Regions from separate parts of the Mus musculus genome. Here all the other regions are linked to region 1. A link is a contact called in public promoter capture Hi-C data. All regions are on one chromosome and are shown on one strand. The core of a region is the stretch at or near the end of the contact, and the rest is flanking DNA. Distances in the headings are between cores, read along the strand shown.

Region 1 (6,300 bases), core at 2,822-5,321:
AAGCTAGAGATGCACGTTTACAGCAAGAGGCTGGAGGTCATGCTCCAGTAAGTAAGGAGCCGGGGGTGGGGGGAGCGGCTGTGTGAGCGGAGGGTTGGACTCACAGTGTGTCCCTGTGCTGCCCCCCCCCCATACCAAGTCATGTCCAAGTTCACACTGTATTAGTGCCAAGTGCCAGTGCCCTGCCTAACCAGCCTCAGGGATGCTTAGGAAGCTAGCAGAGTTATCCACTGGGTGCTGATGTCTCAGCTCAGTGTCACTGTGCCTTTAAGAACTATTTTAAATGTTTGCTTGGGTGTGAATTACTTGGTAAAGCAGGTGTTCTAGACTCCTATGTTTGTGGTGCCAAGTGCCTTTCTGTAGAAGTTCTTTAAGCCTCATTTAGGAAGCTTTTCCAAGCAGTCTTAGGAAAGCTCTTAATAGCAGATGGCTAACTTAGTTTTTGCACCTAACAGTGCTGATCTCTCATTTGCTTGTTTTATGAATGAATAACTTAATTTTTCATTATGGACAATTGCATGCAAAAGACAGAGGGAAGAAAGATACATTTTGCCATATGGTTTCAGAGGGCTCTGCCATAGCCAGGTAGCCTTGGCTTTGGCCTGACATGAAGAATAGCGTCATGGTGGTGGGACTGTGTCGTAGAGGAGGAAACTCACGTATGTATTCTGTGCTTCAGAGTCACAAGCTATTCCCTTCAAGTCCTAGGCTGGACCCATCAGCCATGCTCTCAGTGACCAGCTTCTTCACCTAGGCTAGCATCCTGCTTGCCAGTGCAGTAGCAGCAATGCCAGCGTGTTGTAAGTCTGTCAGATTAGGGATCAGTGCGTTAAGTCAGAGCCCATCAGCTGGTCACCAAGCCCATAACATTGAGCCTCTGGGGGATGGTGCAGGTTCAAACCCTGACAAGGCTGCTTCTGCCTTCAGATCGAAATTAACCTAATTAGACATCTTAGTGTTCAGAAGGGTTTTTTTGTTACTTACATTTTTCTAAAATTTCATACTGAAATTTAAATAAATTTTAATAATGGCTTTTTGTTGGTTTTCTGTTTTGTTTCATGTTTTAAGAGATTATTTCACTGTATTGCCCTAGTTAGTCCCAAACTGGAGGGTCACAGTGCAAGCATATTGTAGCTGCATAGAAACTGGTGGCCATTCTAGGCAATGTAGTAAGACCCTATCTCAGAATAGGCTGTGGGGTGTGCCATGTCTCTGCCTAATGTGTGTGAGGCCCCAAGCTTAATCCTCAGTATTAAATTAAAAACAAAAGCAAAACCAGTACAGCACTCTCGTGGGTCGAGCTGTTTTAGTAGTTGTTGTAAGTTGATGTCTCCTGGGCAGCTAAAAGCATCCTAACTTGGACGAGTTAGAGAAGGACTTGGACCTCCTCCCCAAACAGGTGAATTTGGACTTTCCCAGTAATGCCGAATTTCTGTTCACTTAAAGGGACATATTTGGAGAAGACTGTGTCAGTGTGAAAGATGACTCCGTCCTCAGTGTCACAGTGGACGGGAAAACAGCAAATATTAATCTGGAGACTCGGGTACGTAGCTATCCAAGTGTGTCAAGACTTTTGAGGAGTAGGGTGACAATAGGAATAAGACTGCAGCCCTGGCAGTTAGATGGAGCAGTTTGGTGGCTCAGATGGTGAGTGCCTTAGTGGAACGAAGCCTTGGGTCTTACAAGATAGGTTCTTATCCTGTAGTCCAGGCTGGCCTTAGCCTCACCATTGCTGGAGTATCCGGCAGGCATCACTACACCAGCTTTAAAACAGTAACACTATAGTCCAGGCTGGGCTGGAACTGTGCTCTGTAGCTGGGCTGTACCACATGAGCTGCTCTAAGCTCGGTGGGTAATGTAATGCATGTCTGTAAGCCACTGCTCAGGGAGCTGAGGCAGACGATCCCCAGCTCCAGCCTAGCCTGGGCTACAACAAGAGTGGAGTACCGTGTGTACAGTGAGACTAACAGTTTAAATCAGCAGCCGCAAGGCAGTGGCTGTTGGATGGTTAAAGTCAAATTCACACCCAGCGGTGAACAATTCACCAAGTTCATTGCTGGCTCAGTAATTCGTATTACACGGGCTCAGTTGCATGGCCATCAAGAAATGAACAGAGATGGGGGCTTTCTTTGGTCCAAAGCTCTAGGCATCCCCCACCCCCACCCCACCCCACCCTTGGCTCTCCAGTCACTGTGTTGACAGAGATACTGCAGGTGACAGGAGGGTGAGTCTGTGGCTCATATCCTGGCAATCTGCCTCCAGGGCTTAGAGTGCTCATTTTCATGCAGGGGATAATTCTAGGCTGAAGTTGGCGCTTTTATTTTCAGGCTGTAGAATGTGAAGAAGGAAGTGAAGATGATGAATCCCTCCGAGAAATGGTGGAACTGGCCGCCCAGAGACTGTACGAGGCTCTGACGCCGGTGCACTGACAGCCTTGCCTCCCAGACTCCCAGACTTTTTTACACTCAGCCAAGAGTTAACTTCTGTTCTTCAAATAAAATAACCTTAGTTTCTCCGGGGGTGCCTGTTTACTTTTGCATCAGATGGCTTGACTACTGCAGGACCACCAACTGATGTGTCCTTTATTCTCCAACTAATCCTCAAGGGAGCCACTTCTGCCTGAGCACCACACTGAGTCTGCCTCCAGGCACTTTCCGCAGTGTATGCTGAAATCTTCAGCTCTCCGTCTGTCTTCCTCTGGTCTGTACTGGCAAATCTGAGTTTTGAGTTGAATGCAAATGTTGTGCCACAGCTTTGAAACCCCTGTTCTCCACACCCTTACCCAATTCCTTGGCTTATGATTCTAAAACCACCACTTTTAGGACTCATCTGTTATGGGATCTACATGTTCAATTCAGAGATGGGGTTTTATGCCTCAGATGTAGTGTGAGTTAGTTCATTAGTCTGGTTTTCTAAAGGACATAAAATTCAGACCAAGGAGAAAGTGGGTGGAGCTCAGTGATGTTTCTCTGATGTTAAAATTAGTCAGTTCAAGCCAGATTCAAGTACATAAAAAACGCAGGTTTGTTGGGCCATCAAGTTCACTGGTCCCAGGGCTGTCAAGATGGCTCAGCGGGTAAGACCACTGACTGCTCTTCTGAAGGTCTGAGTTCAAATCCCAGCAACCACATGGTGGCTCACAACCACCCGTTATGAGATCTGCTGTCTGAAGATGGCTACAGTGTACTTACATATAGTAATAAATAAGTCTTGGGGCTGGACCAGAGCAAGCAGAGGTCCTAAATTCAATTCCCAACAATCACAACCATCTGAACAGCGTACTCATATACATAAACAAATCTTAAAAAAAAAAGTTCATTGACTACTACAGAAGAGTCCAGCCCCTGTGCTGGACAGTCCAGGGTTGGGGGCAGGGTACCAGGTAGGGGCTGAGCAGCGATGCTGAAAGAACCTGGAGGCCAGGTTTGCTATCTATGTAAAATAGCAACACTTCAGTTCCTTGCTGGGATTGTCACCCTTCTCAAGGGAGTGCTTCTCCTTCAGAGCACACTATCAAGGCAAAGAACTTCGCCCATGTAGCCTGTCTTGTCTACCTACCCTCTTGGGTGTGTAAACGCTCCGGTGCTTTGCTAACAGTGTAAATCTGACTTCCTTAAAATGAAATTTCTATAAAACAGCCAAATTCCCATGTTTTTGGCCTATACCAAAAGCCTAGGGCCCCCATAACATACAAAAATTTATTACATAAAACTAGAAATTTCCTTTTAATAGCTGGGGCATGTGATACCGTGAAGTCAGGCGGTCTACAGTGAGGGTCCCTAGACACCTCTATCTTTTACTGTGCCCATCAAGTCCAGTACTGGAAGAGGAAATCCTCCACTTGGGCATGGCCAAAAATGGACGAGTGCTCCTGCTAAAAACGAGATTTCCAAGCACCACAGCTATCCCCAGTCTCGGAGAGGCGGGGTTGGGGTGAACCGGTGGCAGGACTCACCCGGCCGGGGACACTCGCTTCAGGAGACCTGAGTGCAAAGAGGTTTGATCTGGGGCTCACCCCGCCCACGGCTAGCCCCGCCCGCAGCTAGCTCCGCCCACGGCGCGAGGCTCCTCCACATCCGGCGCAGCCCTGCGGGGTTTTGGGCTTTCTACCATGTCGCTGTGCGAGCGAGCTGCTAGCGGGAGCGCTCTGCTCTGGCCTCGCGTGTTGCTCTTCGGGGACTCCATCACGCAGGTACCCGCCGCACCCTCGGCTGCATCCGCGTGCGTGTCGGAGCAGTCCAGGCGCGGTTCTCCCCCACCCCACCGTGCTCCGCGAGCCGGTACGGATCCCGAGCTGCCCGACTCCCCCGGACTCTGGATGGCCCGGTGCGCGTCGGGGTGCACGGGAGCTTAAAGGGTCCGCCTTCGCTTGGTTGCAACCTCCTGCGGGTTCTTCACCGAAGCTACTTTGAACTTTGAACCGACTAGTTCACTCCTCTCTTCCTCAAGCGGCTTAGGTCCAGTACCAAGTGGTTTTTGAAAACAATGCTTTCAACAGCATGAAAAAGTAACCCTATCTGAAAACATATAGTTCCCGATTGAGGAAATTCTTCAAGATGCCTTCCTTCAGGGAGATTAAAAAACAAAACAAAACAAAAAAAGACGCTTCTCCACAATTTACTCGTACGCGGGCTTGGCTTTCCCTAGTAATTGGCAACATTGTTTTTAGATATTGGGCATTAAGTTTTTGTGAGTGGGCGAGATGGCGCAATACTGCTGGAGGATTGCCATGACTGTCAGGGAAATCAATAGAGCATAGGCTTCCTTAGTTTTCAGCTGTGGAGAAATGGGATAACATTATGTCAGCTGACTCAACATAGTTGAGCTTTCTGCTGTTCAGATAACGAATGTCTCTAATGTTAGGTCACAGTAAAACCCTCTCATGTCCAGAGAGTTTCCAAGTGAAGCCACAGTAATTCTCAAAATACCTTCCCAAGCAAGGAAGGCAAGAAAGAAGCCTGGGAGTGTCTAAACGGAGTCTGCATCTAACAGGCCTGGCCCACCACCATGCCATAGTGTATAGCTGTGTGGGTAGTAACAGACTTCTTTCTTCAGTTTTCTTTCCAGCAGGGTGGATGGGGCTCGTTGCTGGCTGACAGACTAGTCAGGTAAGAACAGTTCCTAGATTGTACTTGGCTACTTTCTGGTGGGAAGCATAGTCAGAGTGAATGGTGGAGGCTTTTATCTGCTAGCTTTCCCCTCCTGGATACATGTTAAAGGAAAGGAATTCAGGTTCAACAAAATCGAGTTTCTACCACATGGGAACCAGCAGCACTTGTATTGGCTGCTCTGCCTTCCTGGAACCTTTCAAACCAGCCTGTTAGTGGGTTCCTAACGTTCTGTACCCGTTTGGTTAACGTCTATCGGAAAGTCCATTTTAGATGTACCTTGAGTCACCACTAAAATGTATAGAATTAGACCCTTGTATGGAATTCATATCTCATTGAGGGACATGAGGAGTCTGGGCAGGGTGAGCGTTCCCATAAGGTTCACAGAACACGGGTTAATTATGGACAGCTCCCAGGACTAGGTTATGCTCTTAGCTCATAACCCATCTTTTTAACCAATTTCTTTCAGAAAGTGTGATGTTCTGAATCGTGGATTTTCAGGTTATAACACCAGATGGGCCAAGATTATCCTCCCAAGACTTATCAGGAAAGGGCCTGGGATGGAAAACCCAGTGGCCGTTACAATCTTCTTTGGTGCCAATGACTCTTCACTCAAAGGTAAGGACATCCCTAGATCACCTTTGGTTTGCCTGGACTCAAACAAATACATGTTTATATTACTCTCCCACCAGACTGCTTCTGTATCTCCCAGTAGAAAGCTTTCCCGGGAACTGAGTGTTCCTGGGGCTCGCTCGCCTGTGTGGGTTTCTTTGGGCTTTGATGTGGTCAGATTTGGCTCAGGTACTCTAGGGCTCATTTCCCATATGACCGCCTCCTTGAACTCACCTGAAAGTACTTTTCATTGTCTGTTCCTGCCCTCTAAGTCCTCAGCTGATACAGTTGGCAGCAGAAGGCTTGCTTCTGGGGCATGCGCCCCCTGGTGACAGAGGAGTGTCCTCTTTGTTAGGTTTTTGGTTTTTTGGGGAGGACTAGGCTCATGTACCCTCTAGTGACAAAGAAGGGTCCTTTTTTGTTAGTTTTTTTGTTTGTTTGATTTTTTGAGACATGATCTCCTGTAGCCCAGGCTGGCCTCAAACTCACTAAGTAGCTAAGGCTAGTTGATCTTTCTGCCTCTACCTCTCAAGTGATGGGAGATCACGTGATTATGGAGAAAGACTGGCCAGGATGGTTC
Region 2 (6,300 bases), core at 1,042-3,541, 200 kb before region 1:
ATCCTGGAAGTTACTTCTGTAGACTTGGCTGTCCTTAAACTCATAGAGACCAACCTGTGTCTGACTCCGGAGTGCTAGGGTTAAAGGGATGTGACACCATGCCCAACAAGAATTATTTTAAAAAATAGATATTTCAGGTATTTTTAAAAATAAACTTAGTGGTGTCCGTGTCTCTAATGGTAATATCAGCATCTTCTTTTCTCGATGCATTAAAAATATGTAAATGAGGGCTGGGGTAGTAACTCTGTGTCCGAGCACTTGCCTATAGGTTCAAGACCTTGGATTCAATCCTCAGTACCACATACAAAAGAGTGGGTAGTGTTCTCTTGATTCCTGTTCAACATTTAAACTTTAAATTATGTTCATGTCTGTGTGTGTGTATGTGTTTGTGTGTGTATGTGTTTGTGTGTGTCTCTGTATGTGTGTCTCTGTGTATGTGTGTGTCTGTGCCTGTGTCTCTCTGTGTGTGTGTATGTGTGTGTCCCTGTGTTTGTATGTGTGTGTATATGTCTGTGTGTGTCTGTGTGTATATGTCTGTGTATCTGTGTCTGTGTGTGTGTCTGTGTGTGTGTGTCTGTCTGTGTGTGAGTCTGTGTGTGTGTGTGTCTGTGTGTGTGTTAGACACATTGATTCGTTTGACTGGTACTATATTATGCCAAGGAAAAACACTACTTTTTTTTAACTTCCCAAGGCATCACAGAGACCAGGTCTCCAAAAATAAAACCTTGAAAAGTCACAGGGAATATTCTTCAATTTCAGAGCAGAACAAAAGGACTTATAGGTGGGAAGAGAGGCAGAGGGATCAGAAGATTGCTTTGTGCAGGAGAGCCTGTACTATAACACAATACCCTCGAGTTATACATGCTGAGATAGGTGTGCTCCTGAGACACTAAATGGAAAGATGTTCACAACAGTGGAAAGTGGCAGAGAGTTGCAGAGTTTTGGGATTGCAATTTATTCCCTTGCGCAGGAATAAAAGCTACCCACTGGCGCAGCTATTTTTGAAGGCTGAACTTATTCACACGCAGTGCTGGTAAAATACCAGAAGCCATACATAATGTCTGACCCCAGCTGCCACCTCATACAGCAGATTTGTACATGGGAGCCTTAAAAAGATTGACTGGTCTACTGTCCTATGGCAGTAGGAGACCACTTTTATTTCCCATGTTGGGTTTACAATGTCCCTCACATTCCCTCCTTTTCAGACATACAAAAGGTTTTTGTAAAGTTTCTCTAGGCTGTATTGTTGGCAGCAGCAGTAACCGTGCCTCTTGCCTCGGGGAGTTAGAGGGTGTGATTTTTGACTAGTGTCTTCAGAACCTCTGGGTTTTTAAAATACAGCTGAGAATTTCTGAATGAGCTATAGACGAAAATGTCCTAATTCAAATGATTTATTGGCCCAGTTGTGTCTGTGATCAGTCAGCTGTGGGTTGGAGTACTCTCTGAGAACCTTCAGGTACAATACCTCACACACACCCCCAACCATGCTCTACCTCTGGTTCTCTTGGGTATCCCTCACTTCCGACAGCACATCAATCAGTGCATTCTATGATTTCCTCAGGGTGAAGCCTGGCCTAGCACCCTAAAACTGTTTTCAAGTAACTGGGAGTGTCCCTAAATGTACAAGCTTAGGGAACAAGATGCTTACTAGGGGTTGGAGTATTCTTCCAAGTCGAAGGTCATGGGTTTGAATTCCCCTTCGGCTTGTACCATGGTCACCTCCCTATGCAAAATACCTGCCTTTACTCTTGGCTTCTTGAGGCTGTGAGAAGGTGCACAGACACATGGTCCCTACATCTTGTCCCGCTAAAGTGCCCTGGAGGATTTCACTGTCCTGTAGGGGGCGAGCTACCCACACTGTCTCACTGGCCCTTTCCTGAGGTTCTGGTGGGGAATTCAGGGGGTTCCGAGGCCAAGGGTGGAATTGGGGAGCAAAAGGGTGGGCTCCCCTCCAGCCGGGAAGCCAGTATCCCGGGTTCCACTCCACGCCCTCTGGGTAATGTTGCTAGAGGTCATGGCGGGTGCGGGGTGGGAGCCGGCACCGCAGCCCGGGAAAGGGCGCGCCCTCGAACCCCAGCACGTCCCGAAGGCAGACACAATGCGGCGGCACACAGCCGCTGACCAGTCCCGAGCGCACATCGCCCTCCTTCCTGCGGCCTCAGCTTCTCGGCGGCGCAGTGGCGGCGAGCGCCCCGATTGGCGGCCAGGCCTGCGCCCCGCCCCGCCCATCGGGCCACCGCCCCCTCCCTAGTCGGGCCCGCCCCTCTCCGCGGGAGGCGTCCGGGCCAGCGGCTTGGTGGCGGGTTGTTCCCGCCGGCTGTGCGCGCCCGCGTCTGGGCTCGCTCGAAGAGGACGCGGCGGCGGCGGCTGCGGCTCCAGGAGCACAGCGGGCAGAGCTGCGGGCTGCACGCGCCCCTGCTGCCACCGGGCGTCCCGCGGTGGCTCCCGCGCCCTGCGGCGGCTTCCGCGCCCCGCGCTCCTCTTTGTCCGTGTCCCTGAGCGGCTGCTGCGGCGGGGTCGGAGCCCGCGCCCTGGGCGACTGAGGCGGCGGCGGCAGTCCGCGCCCCGGTGTTGCAGCGATGCCGGACCAGATCTCCGTGTCGGAATTCGTGGCCGAGACCCATGAGGACTACAAGGCGCCCACGGCCTCTAGCTTCACCACGCGCACGGCCCAGTGCCGGAACACCGTGGCGGCCATCGAGGAGGTGAGCGGTAGCATCGCTGGCGCCGGGCGGGAGGCTAGGGTCGCGGTAATCCCGCTGCGTCCTGGGGACCCGCTGGGCTTTCGCGCCTGGTGCCCGAGACCCAGTGCCCTCCGCCTGCGCCCACACCCTGGAAAAGTTTCTGGTCCCCCAGAGCCGGACGCAGCCGGGCCAGCAGTGCCCGACACAGAAGCCCTTTGTTCCCTGCTCTAGGGAGAGGCTGCTAGGCCACCTTGGGCCTTTTTTGGGAACGCTCCTGTCTGTTCCCATTTCCCTCGCAGGGTTTCAGGTCCTTTGCTCCCACCTCGGAGAGGTCAACTTCGGCTCTGAGTCTGTGGCGGCTGCGAACCGGGGACCCCTGCGAGCTCTACGGGCCCCGGAGAGATGGGTCTCCCTGCGCGGACCTCTCCAACTTGTTCCAGAAGTAGCCCGGCGGGGGCAGCTGTGGCTTCTGAGCCAACAAGCAGAGCAGATCCAGGGGACCCCAAGCTGCTTAGGCACGGGTGCCCATCCCATCTTGGGAGGCCTGGCAGTTCCCACTGCGTGCCACAGAGCAGCGCTGTCGAGGGATGTGGAGAACCAGAGCTTTGAGATCCAAAAGGCCTTTGGTGGCCGCCTCTGGGCTACCTGTGTGGTGCCTGTTGACAGTATGGTCAGCTCCTTTGCCCTTAACCTGGAAAAGGCCTGCTTTTAGTAAGGGCTTTCAAGATGCATAGTCATTGTATTGAGTGGCTAAGCAGCGAGCTCTCCAGATCCCGGGGAAGAGGGACTGCAAGAAGGAAGCAGTTTGGGTTGAAAATTGAAGCAGGCTTGGAAGAGGCTGTGTGAGTCCAGGGACCGCAGCTGTCCGCGACTTGGGAAAGCCTCACTTACATCATTTTCTTTACCTCCCCAACAGAATTTAGAGTTTCGTGTTTTCGGCTCTGTAGGCCATGTGCGTCCAGCTGGACTCACAATAGGTACGAGAACGAGACACACATGTGTAGCAGTAGTGAACCGATGACTACATTTCTTTTGCTTAGAATTTTAAGATCGAGGTAGATATTTTAAAATACTTGTGTCAGAGGCTGGTGTTCGGAGAGCTTTTAAATTAAGCTATGTCATTACATCCTTTCCCCTTGCTTGAACAAAGCATTCGCTATTAGGCTTCGCCTGGGGGGGGGGGGAACTAGACTATTTTTCTTTCGTGTAAAATATTTGTCTTTGTAGACCTACACAGTCAGGACTAGACTCAATGAAAAATACTAGGTTCAGTATCCTGCTCTTGGAAGTGAGCTAGGGTATCTGTTCTTCTCCTTCACCCTCATCCCCTTTCTTTTCTCTCTCCTGTCTTCCCAAAGATCTGCTTGTAAGTCTTTTGTAGCAAATTCAGTGAGAGCAGATTGCTTTAGTCCACTTTTCTCAGCCTGGCCTTTAGGTGCCACTGATGCCTTTAATGAGGCAGGTGGGGGATGAGGGGGATGAGAGCCCCTCCCCCATGAGGGCCCTTGAAAAGCACTAGGAAGATAGTCACAGTGTTTTGAAAATACATCATTAATGCTTATGAAAATGATTACATCCAAAAAGGTAGGATTCCCTCTGTGGAAAGGACACTTGTGTGTGATGTCCTTAAAAGACAGCCCATGTTTATAAAGTTAGGACGCTTCTCTCATTGTATTGAATCAGTTAGGTATCAGTAATACTGGCAGATGTTGGAAAGCCTGGCAAATAGGAGTTGCAATTAAAGTTGGCATGGCCTTTCTCTGATTAATTTTAGTTTATAGTGGATGAACCCAAAGCTGCTTTTCCATGCAATGCAGGAGATTACCCAAGAGCTCAGTTACTGGGTAGATTAAAGAGAGAGTGGATTTGGTCATTCTGTTAAATTGGAGGCTGGCTTCACTCAGCCTCCTAAGCAGAAAATGGATTTGAGTTGGAAACAGGGAAAACCTGAAATCTTTGCAGGCTTATCTCATTTTAAGTGAGGCCAGCATCCACTCTAAGATAATAGTGTGTGTGAACTGATTTGAAGGGTGAAAGGACTCAGTGTGGATTACTTAAAATAATGCTTTCTTTTTCCTCCTACATTATTTAATGTTCACTTCCAAAAAGAAATGTTGTTCTCTGTCTAGTGTAATAACACACCATGTTTACAATACTTAGACTTTAAGCAAATGTCTTTTTATGGTGAGATGAGACATTAGGGTAGGTTTTGTGACATACAAATAGTTACACATTTCATAGAAATACAACTAAAAAAATAAGTCCCTGGTCTTCTACTTAAATGAGTTATGGAATTAGTAAACTTATCTGATTAACTTTGGCAAGCCTGTTTGTTTCCAATGGAGAATATGTCTAGTCATAGTCATTTTCTGACTGAAATAGGCTTTCTTGGCTTGCACACCTGTAGCTAGAATATCAGTAGTTAGCCAGTGCCTGACCTGTATTACAGGTATCAAACAGTTGTGTTTAATCTCTATCCCTGATGTGCAGATGAGGAATTTGAGGCTAGGAGATCAGTTCAGGTTATAGACATAGCAAGTGGAGTTTGAACTTGGCTGGATGCTGTGTTCTCAAAACTGCCCATAGCTAGATCAGCCACCTCTAAGTCAGGCTCCATCACTTTCCAGTTGTATGAATTGGGATGAGACCCTCCCCGCCCACACACTCTTTTACTGTTTTCATTACAGTTCACAGTCTAGATAATCATGTCTATTTCTGAAGGTTCTGGTACAGTACCCAGTAGACTTAGTAAATGGTAGCTGCTTTACCAGATTTCACTGTAGTTACTGTATAGACCCTGGAATGAGAATGGAGCAGGGGAGGAGAAAATGGATGAATGGATGAAGGTGTGCATATAAATGGAAATTGTTGTCCTTCCCCCTAGGTGTGCCTGAGTGTGTGTGTGTGTGTGTGTGTGTGTGTGTGTGTGATGGCTCCTGTGATCACTGAGCACAGAGGCTGAACTTGCAATGCTTTGCTGAATCAGTTCCCCACTGCCTGTCTCTGCTTCCCCTGAATCCTGGGGATCCCCATGCAGGTTCACAAGCTTGTGCAGCAAGCACCTGACCCCCTAAGCTGCCTTCCCAGCCCCCATGCATTCTCTCTAAGGAGCTTATTGTCTTGGTAACAGGTGAGAGTGTAGCTGGTTTGAAACTTTTCACTTCCTGATGACTTTCTCTGGGTGACTTACTTTGCACACTTTGCAAAGTGCAGAGTGCAACTGGTGTCAGCTTTGTGCTTTGGAAATAAGGGAGAAAATAAGTAGTTGTGGCATAAATCTGAAAACTGAGCCGCGCCACCCCCCACCCTCTTCCCAGCTTTGATTTTTGTATCTTAGTTTATTTGAGCCTCTAGTTACTACAGAATACTCTGGAAATAGAGAAACATTGTGTGCATTCTTGGGACACTCCTGTTGTTTGTTAGGGCTTCTTCATAGCTCCATTCATTCCTACTCTGCTTATTTGGTGTTGATGTAGTTTTAAAAATAAATTTGATATTGACTCTTAAGTATTAAAATTTAATCTCCTTCCTTCCGGGTCTATGACTCTCTTATTCTATTGTCCTTGGTTACCTTGGAAATCGCTTTACTGTTCTAACTGCAAAAGGAGAATGAACA
Region 3 (6,300 bases), core at 2,080-4,579, 170 kb before region 1:
GTTGGGCAAGTCATTTTCTCTGCTGGAGCCACCTCAGTTTCCCTATGACATTACAGAGCCAGGCTTAGGGAGGCCCCTTGGTGTGTCAGTTGGACTTCTAGCACTGCATTTCTGTGTTATTAACGCTTACCCATAAAGTTTTGCTTTTCACACTGGGTCTCACCCTTGAGACAGTCACCCTGCCTCAGCCTCCATCCATGTATTGAGATTAGAGACTGGAGAGACACTTGATGGTGGCTCACAGCTGGAGAGCGAGTGCTGTAGCCATTCACTTTATATGGCCTGTGTGCGGCCTCAGGAAGCTGGAAGCTTCACATCCCTTGTATTATTTCCAGTGCCTTCCTCAGGACTTCTTCTGACTCACGGGTCCCCAATCAGGAAGCTGGCCTGGGTGGGGGGAACTCCACTGCCTCCTGCTGCATTGCCCGAGGAAGACAGCAGGGCTGCAGCCTGTTGGCTGTGGAGTAGTGAGACATTTGCTTCCTTTCCCACAACCCTTTATTCTGTGGTGTAATTTATATGCATTAAAATTCACCAGTTTTTGATTTGAGAGTGCTTTTTGGGAATCACTACCATAATTATGCTATAGATGTGTCCTTTAGGAGCCTTTAAGAGCCCTCTTGATGGTTTGGTGGTTTCCATAGCGATTTGTAGACTGCTGGGTGTTTTCCATGTACTTGATCAGTGTCTTTCTTAGACACCATATTTGACTCCTTCCTTTCCGGTTGGTTTTCCCTTTCTCTTTCCCTCTTGCTGCCCTGAATTTCTGTAAGAGCAGGTGTTGGGGTGGGGCGGGGGGTATGGCCGCTGCTTTGGTTCTGAGTCTCTCACTGCTCCCCTGCCTTAGCTGCAGGGCTCTCTGTGTGGCTGTGCTTCAGAGGGTTCCTTTTCCCTCCTTGCCAGAGGGCTGAGATTTTTGTCATGAATGGGTGTTTCATTTTGTCAAATGCGACTTTTGCACCAGCTGAGCTGACCATATGTTTCTCCCTTTTTAGCTTGTGAGTGTGGTGAGCTGTATTTCTAGAAGCTACCGACTGTGTTTCGCCTTATGCGTAGGGAAAGCGCGGAGTCCGGTGTCGTGTTGGTACTTGGGGATTCTTCAGCTATAGAGCACATTCAGAGTTACCGACATCGGCTGTGTCGTGGGAATACTCACCCGTGGGGATTATGACTGTTGCTGTTGTGCTACTTCAGGGTATTTTAAGGGAAGTGATAGGTGTGTGCCGGTGTATGTTTGTGCATTTGTGTGTACTTGTGTGTGTGTGTGTATACAAATGAAGCAGCTGAGGCTCCGATCCTTGAAAGAGTAGAGAATCCCTTCTCCTCCATGGTACCTGTATACCATTCAAACACCAACCATTTGGACTCTTGTGAGTGGCACTAAAATCACCAATGACTGTGTCTTTATATTAACAGAGTGAACTGACCAGAGGCTCCGTAACCTTCCTGGGCTTTAGAGCAGCGGAGACACAGGTCTTCTTCTGTGTTCTTTGCCATGGCCCTGCTGCCACTGGAAAGGTTGAGGAAAGGAACTGAGTCAGGGTAAGAAACAAACCAGATGGTCCCCTAGCATGATTCAGACAAGGTTTTCATAGTGAGTCCCTATAGACTTATCTATCTATATTTGTCAGAAAAAAAAAAGTGCAAAATCACATTCCAGAGCCAACTGTATGAGCTCACTTATTTATCTTTTAGGACAGCAGTCTTAATTCAGTCTTGTTCCAGAAGGGACTACCTCCATATCAAATAATGACTCTGCAGAATTTTGGCTGGACCGTGTTCATCCTTTGTGTTTGTGGTTGCCTTGGGTGACAGGTTTTCTGCGGAGTGGTTGTCCAGTTGCTGCTTCGTGTGCCAGGCAATGGGTAATTCTGAGATGCTTGTATGGAGTTAAAGAATATGCATCTATACCTGAAAGCAAAATTGGTTCGTTTAAATTAATGTTTGTGCATAGAAATACCGTAGGTGTTCTATTGTGAACGCATGTAGTTTCAACTCGGCCCACAAGTAGTTGTAAGCATCTACATAGGTTAGTCACTGCAGAATCCAGGCAAGGGAGGAGACAGACAGAAAGGAATGACATTTTGATGTAGACCGCAGAGAATGATCCTATGGGCAGGAAACAGGCAAGGGAACTGGACTTTTGTTACTGGATGGATGTTTGTGAATTTCAAATAGGCTTCTTCTGTTGGGTAGTGCTGTACTCCTGGGCCAGGTGCCTCTTTTAGCTTGACTTTTCTCATAGACACAGAGCTGAAGGTCTGTGTGTCCTTCAGAGGCATCTGGTAAGATGCCTTCCTGTTTCAGAAATGAGGCTGAAGGTCTGGGCTCTGTGCTGGAATGACACTTTTCATCCTGGCCAGACAGCAGGGTGGGTGGGTAGTGTTTGGACTGTGGCCTCCTGGGAGCATAATTGGTGGTTCACAGATGGAGATCTGGCCTGAACCCCAGGAGGCACAGGCTCGGGGCCTTCTGAATGTTAGCTGCCCTTCCTGTGCTTCACCCAGTGTGGACACGGTAGTAGTGTTTGGTCACAGTTTGTAGACTAGTGTACTGGGGTTTACAGGAACCTGTGGCAATCTGCTTCTAGGGTCACACACTGGGGAACTGGGTGCTGAGGACCGTGAATAGGTCCAGAATCCTGCAGCAGGGTGCCCAGTTGGATGGTGAAGCACCTGTCTGGTGCTGGGACAGTGTGGTTCTCTGAGTCCGTCCAGAAGCTGTAAGGGAGGAGAGCTGGTGACCAGATGGTTCACTGTTGGACCCAAACACAACACCTGTGGCTCCTCTGAATGCCAGGCGAGGCCCAGGAGAGAATCTTTGGTTGATAACCATTTTAATCATCTTCTCTGTTTCTTCTGCTCCAGCTCTTTCTTTTGCCCCCTCCTCTTCATTTATGGTGGGAATTTACACCCTTTGGGCAGCATGAAGCTAAGAAGGTAGATTTTGGTTGTGTGAGTGCTCATAGTAGCTGTTAAATTGGTGTGAGACCATTGTGCTTATTAGCTCCTGCCTGAATACGACAGACTCATAGCAAGTAGCAAAGAACAGAATTTGTTCTAAAAATAAAACAGGCATCGAAACACGATTGTATGCATGTATAGAAATGTTTCCACCGAAACCCACTAATTTGTACAATTAATATGATTGAATAATTGTAGTTTAGAAACCAGGGAAGAAAGGAGGCATCGTGGCTTGTGTGCCTGTTTCATCAGGGGCTGCCCTCAATGATGGCTGCACTATTGCTGAGAGGATGTGTCTGTGGTCGGTCTCATGACGCAGTGATTAACACTCTGGACCTGGGGGCGGGTCTGATTTAACAGAAGTGTTTTCCTTTGTGTCCACGAATAGGAGTGCTTTGCCCTTAGTGCACCTTGGAGTTTGGGGGTAAGGCACAGATTATAATCACTGTTGGAAAGTGTGACTCAATCAGGGAAGTACCTGTTAAAAATCATATTTTATTTAAAAAGCTGTATGTCATGACAAAGATAAATTTAATTAACATGCTTCCCAGCTCTAGGTTGGTAGAAGACCAAAGATGTAAAGATGTCTTTGCAGGAGCTGTGGGGAGCGGGGCTAAGCTGAAGCTTGTTTTGGTTTTATCCAGATTGTAAGTAGGTCATCGGGGCATGTACTCTTCATTCATTCTCTCCTTGGTATGTTTGTTTACTCATGAGGCAATCTGAATTATGACCCCAGTCACCCAGGATTCTGAATCTGTGTCACCCAGTGCTCACAGTCTAGTGTTGAGAGAAGTTGAAGTAGCAAATAATTTGGCGAGTTTATTGGGGAATTCTGGCCTCCCCTAGCCCTCTTCAGTGAGAAGCACGGATGTATGCTTTTATGAAGTAACTGTATATAAACCTTTCTTTGGTGAATTGGTGGAAAATTACTTTTATAATAAGTACCTGATTCTAAAAACTGTAATACACTGAAATTTTACAAAATGACCTGTGAGACAGGGGTCCAGGTAAAAGGCTTGCCTTTGCAAGGTGAATGCTAACCTATGCAGAGACAGTGGGTTCTGTAAAATTCACGAATGAAATTCTAGGCTTTCCTGATGCACAGTAGACAGATAATTGGAGAAGGAAACACAGGCACATGTACACACCTTGCACACATGTATGCACAAGCACACCCATGCAGCTTGCAGAGCAGTTTGTTACAGTCAGCACTCACAAGGGCCTAACACACTACATAGATAGTGTGTTAGATAGAGTCAAGAACTTTCACATGAGGCCCTTCTATAGCCTTGGAATTTCTTTTTTTTTTTTTTTTTTTTTTGGTTTTTTGAGACAGGGTTTCTCTGTATAGCCCTGGCTGTCCTGGAACTCACTTTGTAGACCAGGCTGGCCTCGAACTCGAGTGCTGAGATTAAAGGTGTGCGCCACCACGCCCAGCTGGAATTTCTATAAGGTATTCTATAAGGGTCTTGGTATTTGCTGTGTCTAGGGACAGAATTGCTCACTGGGTTGTCACTACATACAGTTAAAGCATGGTGTCAACAGTGCCTGCGACTGCCAGTTACCACCCAGCTGTATCAGTAGGCAGAGCAGGCAGTGGGCTGTTAGTCTGAGAATATGTGACACTAGGCTGGGTGTGTTGGCACACATCTTTAACCCTTTAGTTCTAGCTCTTGGAGGCAGAGGCAGGTGGATCTCTGTGAGTTCGAGGGCAGCCTGGTCTACATAGTGTTCTAGAGGAAAACCTTTCCCCTAGGCTCTTCCAGGAGCATCGTATAAACAGTGTGCTTGCATGCAGTTCTTGTTTTACACACAGAATGCTCTATGATACATTTTACCAGTACCAATTGGACCCATACCAGGATAGGAATAGTTCATGCAGCCCTAGGTCAGATGTGAGCTTTCATCTGTGGACTGATAGGACAAGTCTGTTGGCTACTTACTCTGTTGGACCGAGGGGGTGGGAATGTAGTGGCATGTATGTAGTTCCCAGTAGGCATCTATGGAGAGTAGGCCATGGAGGGTGTTAGTGATGGTCGGTCTGTCTGTCTTTCTGTCTGTCTGTCTGTCTGTCTTTCTATTTATTTATTTATTTTGGTTTTTTGAGACAGGGTTTCTCTATGAAGTCCTGGCTGTCCTGGAACTCACTCTGTAGACCAGGCTGGCCTCAAACTCAGAAACCCACCTGCCTCTGCCTCCCAAGTGCTGGGATTAAAGGCGTGCGCCACCACTGCCTGGCTAATGATGATATTTCTGACAGGAGCTCAGCACACTGGGATCTGAGTTTTTCCTGGGCTTCTGGTCTGAGGGAGACTCGAGTTGAGCACTGTGCTTTTCCAGATCTCTGGGCTGATGGTGTGGAACTGTCATTGCTGGGCTCTGGAGACTCTTGAGGTGCATTTGGGGTCCCTGAAGCATGGCCAGCCTGCATAGCTACGGTCTTATCTGTGCTTCCTCAGGCTATTTACTGTGCTGGGTGTGGAGCTCTGCAAACAAACCCTACACCCATTAGTCATATATTTATTTCTGGTTGTTTATCAAAGTGATGACGGTTCCCCTCTGTAACCTAGACTTACTTTCCAAGTCTTTTTTTTTTTTTTCCCTTCTCCAACACGTCTTACTTAACTGTCACTTTCCTTCCCGGGTAATGTTCTCCTTCATTCCTAGAGTCACCAAATGCCTTCTGGGTGTTGCTGATACGCCAGTGAATGGAGCCCACTGGTCATGTCTGCCTTTGTCTCTTCCACCTGCCACTATCCACCAGGGGTTGTTGGTCCATGTCTCTCCACTGGAATGACACTTGTCTCGCCCTGTGGGCAGAGCCTTTGCTTCCTGTGTCTCTGACACTGGCGCCCTGGATGGCGCCTGAGGAGGAACTCGGTCACAGTGAGTGTTGTGCTGTGGGGATGTTTGGGAGCCATGTGCAAGAAAACAGATCCCGTGCTTGATTGTGTAATCACCAAAATATGAGGTCTGAGCCCTGGGAAGGTATGAGCATCAAAAGAGAGAGAGGGGTGTGGCCTGAGATGAGGGAGGAGTCTGGACAAAAGACCAGAGAGACCTGGTTTGGGGCTTTGACTTTGTCCCTAGTAAAGCCCATTGATTTGGGGCAGATCTTTGCACTTACCCCACTCCTCACCCCCAAAGGTAGGATTTTTAAAGATCTCTTCAAAAAAGTCAGACTAGACCATTTAAAAAAAAGATTTATTATTTTTATTATACGTGTAGTGAGTGTTTTGCCTGCGTGTATGTATGTGCACCACACGCATGCCTGGTGCCTGCATAGCCTGGGAGAGAATGCTGAATGGGAAGTAGGGGTGGTTGTAAGCTGCCGTGT
Region 4 (6,300 bases), core at 1,937-4,436, 150 kb before region 1:
ATCATACTCATTTCTCCTGACTGGTTTAATCTTGATGATCTATAAATACACGCCGTGATGGGGGTACATTTCTAGAAGGGAGGGAACCACTTTTCCCTTGTGTGGGTTTCAATTATAATTACCTCTGCCACCAAGTGCCAAACTCACCTTCACGTCCCTCTCTGCTGAAGAGCCAGGGGAAAGCAGCAGCTCCTGCATGTTTATGTACTCATTCTCGAGGCCGGAAACGGCTTCCCTTCAACAACAGGGACAGGACGCAGATGGAGGGTCTTTGCATAAGATGCCTGTGCTGTCTTTGATTGGTGAGAACGTGGTCTCCAAAGCACTGAGTGGGGCGTCATCTGAGTTCCAGCTGGTTACAGAGTGCCAGATCCCGGTACCTCAGTAACTCACCACTTCCAGCCCCTGCTTCTGAACAGGACTGAGCTATATGCCACAGACACAGATGTGCCCTGTGACCTGGGATTACCAGTGGGCAGAGCAATTAACTCTCCTGGAGAGAAGCAGGTCAGCCTGCTAGCTGATTACCCAGGAGTCCAACACACAGATGAAGCCTGATTGGTTTCCAAGCCAGTGTGGCAACAGCCAGTTCCTTCATCTTTGGCCACTCCTGAAATTATTTCCTGCCTGCCTCTAGTGGCCCTGAGTTACTACAGTGCACTCTCTCAGGGAAGCTCCATGGCTTAATAGAGTCCCATTCCTTGGCAGGCTCTCTGGTGCACAATGGGATGTATATGCTACATGTACACTGTCTTAGTTAGGGTTTTACTGCTGTGAACAGACACCATGACCAAGGCAAGTCTTATGAAAAACAACATTTAATTGGGGCTGACTTACAGATTCAAAGGTTCAGTCCATTACCATCAAGGTGGGAGCATGGCAGCATCCAGGCAGGCATGGTGCAGGAGGAGCTGAGAGTTCTGTGTCTTCATCCAAAGGCTGCTAGTGGAAGACTGACTCCTAGGCAGCTAGGGTGAGGATCTTATGCCCACACCCACAGTGACACACCTACTCCAACCAGGTCACACCTCCAAATGGTGCCACTCCCTGGTCCAAGAATATACAAACCATCACATACACTAACCCCTGGCCTTAGAGAAGGTCACTGGGGAAGGTAACAAGCAATAAAGGCAGTTTTATTGGTATATCACAGGGCTCAGTGTGTTCCAGTGTTACTGTGTGCTCAGCAGAGGCCATGGCAGTTGTCAGTGCTGGTGCTGGAGGCGGCATCCAAGGTTGGCAAAGCAGGTCACTGGCAAGGCTTGGCCTTCTGCTCTTACTGGGCGTTTATCTTTCCTGGATCCTTTTCTTGGTTTGTTCACCATTGCATCTCCACTAGCAGCTTAAACATCAGGCACGTACCAGGTGCTTAGTAAATCTCAGCTGAAAACCTGAACAAGCATAGGTACTGTGGGCCAACCAAAGATGAGTTGCTGTGGAGGGAAAACCGGGGGTGGGGGTGGAGAGGGGGTGGTGGAGGGGGGGCTTTGCTGGAGGACCAGATGAAGCTGTGAACCAGCCAGTGTAGCTGGGGGTCAAGAGGTAGGAGGCTATTCCAGGGAATTAACAGTGTTGGGAGGTAGAAGAAAACAGTGAGTTGGGTGAGTGTAAACCAGTTCACTGGGGCAAGCTTGGGGGATAACCAGAAGTGAAGAAGACAGTCCAGGGGCATGGATGGAGGGGAAGGAAAGCTCAGAGCACAGGGAGATTGCACTGCTCAGTTGAGTTGGGTGTTGTGAGTGCCGGGAAGCGTGGGATGTTTTCTCCTTTTACACTGTGCACTCAAAGCTTTTTGGCAAGTGTTGTTGGCTGAGTGACTTGCAGGGAGCTCAGCCCTGCTGCTGTGGGTGTCCTCTGCTGCCTGTGAGGAGGGTCCGGGGAGGGTGGCCCTTGTTTAAATACAGGTCATATAAGTTCCGGTCGATTGCAGAGGCTGGTCAAGACAGTTTTCTGCAGGAGTCGTGGACTGCATGTTTACTAGATCAAATGTGCTTTGTAGCAAGGACCTGTCACATGGGAAGGGAACTCCCAGTTGTGACAGCACACTGATTCATGTCTGTCTGTCAGGCTGTGCTCCCCAACACATGGGCGGTGGCTCTTTAGGAATCAGTGTTTCTGATAGAGGCTGAGCAAACATTGCTTGGAGGCTGAGGACTGGGGAGGACTGAGGAAGACCGGGGAGGCTGTGAGGGACAGTTCAGTGCAGTGTTTTGTGAGTTAGTTACTGTTTCCCTTGAGATATAAAATGCCCTCTTATATCTCAAGGTCCAGAGTGGATTAGAGATGACTACCCAGGAACATTAAGAGTTCCCTTGGGGGCTAAGGAAATGGTTCAGTAGGTAAGAGAGTTAGCTATACAAGCATGAGGCCCTCAGTCTTAAATCAACAACAAAACAACCCAGAGCCCACACCATAAAAAAGCCAGGCATAGCCATAACCCCAGAGCTGGAAGGTGGGGCCAGGTGGATCCTGGGAGTTAAATGACCCAAACAGTTCTTTCCCCAAGGGCGTAGGGTAGAAAGTGATGAAGGGGGACATCTCATGTCCGTTTCTGATTTCCACAGATATGCAGCACTCCATACATATACACACCACACACACACACATACACACACACACACACCATGATCTCACATAAAAAGCCAGATATGGTAGCAAGGGCCTATAACCCAGCACTGAGTTTGAGGCAGGAGCATATCTCTGGGACACATACACTTAAAATCATTCCCTATATACAAAAAGCTAACTCACTATAAGAAATTTTGATGCAAGTCCAGCCTGAGCTATATAATATGGCAAGGCTGTCTTTAAAACCAAACCTGGGATATTTATCTCTGTGTGTGCTTGCCTAGGGCTAGGGTTTGATCTTGACATACCTAAGGGGTTACTCAGAGTATATCCTGTGTGTTGAGACAAACACACAGTAATGTAATAAGAACAGTCCCCCACCCCCTTTTGCTACATCTGGAGCCTCTTGATCACTCTTCTATTTAAAACTGTCAACTCCAATCTCACCTGTCTTTTTACCCCCCAGAAAATAGCCATTGCAACCTCAGACTGAGGGAGGACTTACAAAAGCCAATGCTGGAAGCCCATTCAGCGATTTTAGATGACAGGTCACTTGGGTGTTTTAAATCGTCACCACCATTACTGCTCACGTGGTCTCACTCTCACGGTCCCCAGTGTGCTCAGTTTCCTGTCCCAGCCACTTGTCTTCCTTTGATCTACTTCGCTGTTTAACTGAGTTGTGGGAGAGTGCTCGAGCTCTCTCTTTGGTGGAAGCTTAGCTGAGAATAAATCCCCAAGTTTGATGAGTCACTGTACCCATTGTTGAACACCTACTATGTGCAGATGTTGTAAGTGCCACTTACTGCTGCTCTCTGAAGGTGGCTCTGTAAATATTTGCTGAATATTAACCATGCGAGTGTTTGTTTAATCATCCAGCCTGTTACAGCTGGATTCTGGATGCGAAATCTGAGGCTTGGAGAGGCTTAGGAACAAGCTTCCTGAACACAGCTTCACAAATGTAAAGCACGGAGCTGCATTTGTGTGGGGCAGGTCTGGTTCTGTGACTTGGCTGCCTGTTGTTTGGAGCCAGCAGGGCAGGGTGGGGCAGGGCAGAGCCCTCTTTGTGGGGAGGGGCACTTGCTATCCTTGAAACTGCTCTTTCTTTCAAGGTGAGAGGGACAGAGGGGCTTAGGGACAGCCCAGATGTCGTAGAGCCATCTGTCAGATGTGGCTGTGGGATTCACTGACCTGGATGCAGAGTGTCGAGACCAGCAGGTGATGTGGGCAGAGGCAGCTTGTAAGCTCCAGGTGCCTGAGACTCTCCAGTTGGTTTCCTGTAACACAATTGAACTGCTACTCTGTGTGCTTTGAAAGACTAAACTATGCAAAGACCCAGCCCATAGAAGCAGCCCGGGGGCCTTACGGGAGGGATCCCAGAAGGTTCTCACTGCTGCTGCTGGTAGTTATGGTCTGTATGCAAACATGTTATTAATTCACATATTCCCTGTTATTTTAGGCTTTGGACGTGGACCGGATGGTTCTCTACAAAATGAAGAAATCTGTGAAGGCAATCAATATCTCTGGGCTGGGTGAGTCCTCGCTATTCCCTGGGGGCGGGTAGGGAGTGAAGTCACCATTTGCCAGTGAGTGTTGAGCCTCCTGTACTGAGCATACAGATCAGAGACACTGGGACACCTACTCCAGAAATAGGTTTTATTATCTGTAGTCTGGCTCAGGAACAGTTCCCTGCCTCTGTCTGCCCTAGCATGAGCCCACGCCATCAGATTGGAAGGCAGAAACGAGGCTTGTGTGCTATGAGTGACAGCAGACTTCTCTCTGTGTTCCTCACCTCTCCTATCATTTCCTAGTTTGGAAAGAAAATGAGTAAACACACAAGCATAACCCACTAACTATCTAGTACTGTTTGCTTGACTTATAGACCGTAGAAAAACAAAATCACCGCAGAAATGGGGAGAGCTCTGTTGCTCGAGCATTTGCTGAGAACACGAGGTGAAGCTTGGGCTTGGTTCCCAGGGCCTGTGGCATGTGCAGGTGATTCTAGCACAGGAAGTGGAAGCAGAAAGATCAAAAGTTCAAAGCTATCCTCAGCTACATAGTAAGTTAGAGGCTAGCCCGGACAGCTTGAGACCCTGTCTCAAAACAAAACAAGAGTCCCTGGAACTTTTGGCTTAAAGTCAGCAGGCTGTGCAGATGGTAGGAAGGGTGCCCCACACAAATACTATTAATGATGGAAAATATTTCTGAGAAGTCACCAGATGTCTGTGTGGCCTCATTCAGCAGGAAGGTGTCAGCCTTCAGAAAACAGAAATAGTGATGGTGGTAGAGGTTTAAAAGAGGCTGTAGGTGTGGGGCAAGTGGGTGCTGCTCAGTGCAAACACCCTGGGTGGAGATGAGCTCCCAGGTGCCCCGACACTGAGGCTTGTGCAGTTAGTGCTGAGCATTGAGCATGAGCCGAGGGTAGTTCCCATGGTTTTACTCACATTGAGAAGTGCTAGAGAGGATAAGAACTTCTAGACTGTTCCATAGCCTGCTGACATCATCTTGTCCTGTCTGATAACTACTCCGACTAAAAGGAGACACCTCAAGGTAAGAGGGTCACAGTACAGACAGCAGGGGGCCTGGACGTCCCTTAGACCCATACACAGGCACCCAGACTCCTACACTTATCGGGGATGCTCTCCCACAGGCTGACTGGCCTTTTGTTCCAGGATCTACCTATTGTGCTGTCCACCTGAAGGGTAAGGCAGAACCAGGATGAGTAGGTTTCACGGTCCAGATAGAATGGTAGTCCAGCAGTGGCTGTCAGCACACCAGAGAGGTTGCAGACCAGCTGATGCTCAGTCCACCAGCCCGGAGCTGAAAGCCTAGAGAATCCCAGGACAGTCATTGGTCGTCAGTCTGAGGTAGGAGGCCCAGGAAGCTGGATTCTGGTGTTGGAAGGTGCAGAGTAGGTGCCCTCACAGAGGGCAAAGTGGGCCGGCTAACACCAGTCAGCTTGTCCCTTAGATCTCATGTCCAGGCCCCTGCTGGAAGGTAATGCCTACTTTTTGGGAGTCCTCCCTCTGTTTCTCCAGGAGCACTCTTCAGACTTGTCCAGAGGTGCATCTCTTGATGTTGACTCCTCGTCCACTTGAGGCTGTAACCAACGTCAACCTCCACAGTGTTCTCTTAAAGACTTAGGAACAGATTTACAGACATTGTACAAGACCTCCACAGTGAGGCCCTCCCAGTGCTGCTGCAGAAATGTAGAGACAGCCTAAATAAGATACGTGTGAGGGACAGGAGGCTCAGGACTGCAAAGAGCCCACATTTCACCCTGGTCCCGGTCAGAACTAGCAGGAACAAAGGACAATCTGATTCTTACACATGTGTGGAGGGCTGGAAGGTGGTCCTTTGCCTCAGGCCCTGCCCTGCAGAAGGCAACGGGACAATATTGTCCTTTGAACACTCGGCATGGACCCTCAGCTTCCTGTGCATTGTGATAACCTGGACAACAGACTGCTCTAGTTAGACAGCAGAAGGGGCCTGCAGATCAGAGCTGCTCCCAGTGTGTTCTTCTCCTGCTGGCTCGGGGCTTTGTTCAGTCACAGAGCCATTGCCCGCCTGCCATCACTATGTCTAGCACCTTGTTGCTTCTCAGGAGGCCAAGAACTCACTAAGGGATGGATGCTCAACCGTTGACCAATTCCAGATTTCACAGAGCATCTCAGGAGAATTTATTTTAATTTTTAAAAATTGGATTCACTTGGCTTTTTTTTTGAGTTTATAATT

The links. Promoter capture Hi-C pulls out the DNA fragments that hold promoters and counts their contacts.
Region 2: a contact with region 1 is called in a promoter capture Hi-C map of liver. The contact joins the promoter of Asap2 here to the promoter of Iah1 in region 1. A contact is called at or near these places in 20 of 39 promoter capture datasets (the 3T3-L1 cell line, 3T3-L1-derived adipocytes, the C10 cell line and 11 more), 1 of 484 Hi-C or Micro-C datasets (nephron progenitors), 6 of 115 datasets of contacts at active chromatin or transcription factors (bone marrow-derived macrophages, craniofacial prominence, embryonic stem cells and 2 more) and 2 of 9 other capture datasets (adipose tissue and liver).
Region 3: a contact with region 1 is called in a promoter capture Hi-C map of liver. The contact joins the enhancer-like site here to the promoter of Iah1 in region 1. A contact is called at or near these places in 9 of 39 promoter capture datasets (the C10 cell line, cranial neural crest, embryonic stem cells and 6 more), 1 of 484 Hi-C or Micro-C datasets (embryonic retina), 2 of 115 datasets of contacts at active chromatin or transcription factors (pancreatic cancer cells and stem cell-derived neural progenitor cells) and 1 of 9 other capture datasets (adipose tissue).
Region 4: a contact with region 1 is called in a promoter capture Hi-C map of liver. The contact joins the enhancer-like site here to the promoter of Iah1 in region 1. A contact is called at or near these places in 9 of 39 promoter capture datasets (the C10 cell line, cranial neural crest, embryonic stem cells and 6 more), 2 of 484 Hi-C or Micro-C datasets (CD4 T cells and embryonic stem cells), 2 of 115 datasets of contacts at active chromatin or transcription factors (effector CD8 T cells and pancreatic cancer cells) and 2 of 9 other capture datasets (adipose tissue and liver).

The regions. Positions count from the first base shown.
Region 1 is chr12:21,312,321-21,318,620 of GRCm38.p6, forward strand. It overlaps Iah1 (isoamyl acetate-hydrolyzing esterase 1 homolog), which reads left to right and starts at 4,072. Exons shown (of 6, transcript NM_026347.3): 1 at 4,072-4,192; 2 at 5,056-5,108; 3 at 5,578-5,726. The coding sequence starts at 4,112. It overlaps Cpsf3 (cleavage and polyadenylation specificity factor 3), which reads left to right. Exons shown (of 18, transcript NM_018813.3): 16 at 1-47; 17 at 1,447-1,543; 18 at 2,328-2,736. The coding sequence ends at 2,429.
Region 2 is chr12:21,109,465-21,115,764 of GRCm38.p6, forward strand. Asap2 (ArfGAP with SH3 domain, ankyrin repeat and PH domain 2) reads left to right here and starts at 2,292. Exons shown (of 29, transcript NM_001135192.1): 1 at 2,292-2,705. The coding sequence starts at 2,580.
Region 3 is chr12:21,139,367-21,145,666 of GRCm38.p6, forward strand. The region is part of intron 1 of Asap2 (ArfGAP with SH3 domain, ankyrin repeat and PH domain 2); the gene reads left to right. Among named protein-coding and RNA genes, the nearest start is that of Asap2, 31 kb to the left of the region's middle. Within about 2 kb of position 3,330, at least 29 of the 459 cell types and tissues checked have an H3K27ac peak or open chromatin away from gene starts, as enhancers often do. A contact at or near this core is called in liver and pancreatic cancer cells, where this site is marked.
Region 4 is chr12:21,164,180-21,170,479 of GRCm38.p6, forward strand. Asap2 (ArfGAP with SH3 domain, ankyrin repeat and PH domain 2) reads left to right here. Exons shown (of 29, transcript NM_001135192.1): 2 at 4,025-4,097. Among named protein-coding and RNA genes, the nearest start is that of Asap2, 56 kb to the left of the region's middle. Within about 2 kb of position 3,187, at least 109 of the 459 cell types and tissues checked have an H3K27ac peak or open chromatin away from gene starts, as enhancers often do. A contact at or near this core is called in adipose tissue, effector CD8 T cells, embryonic stem cells and 2 more, where this site is marked.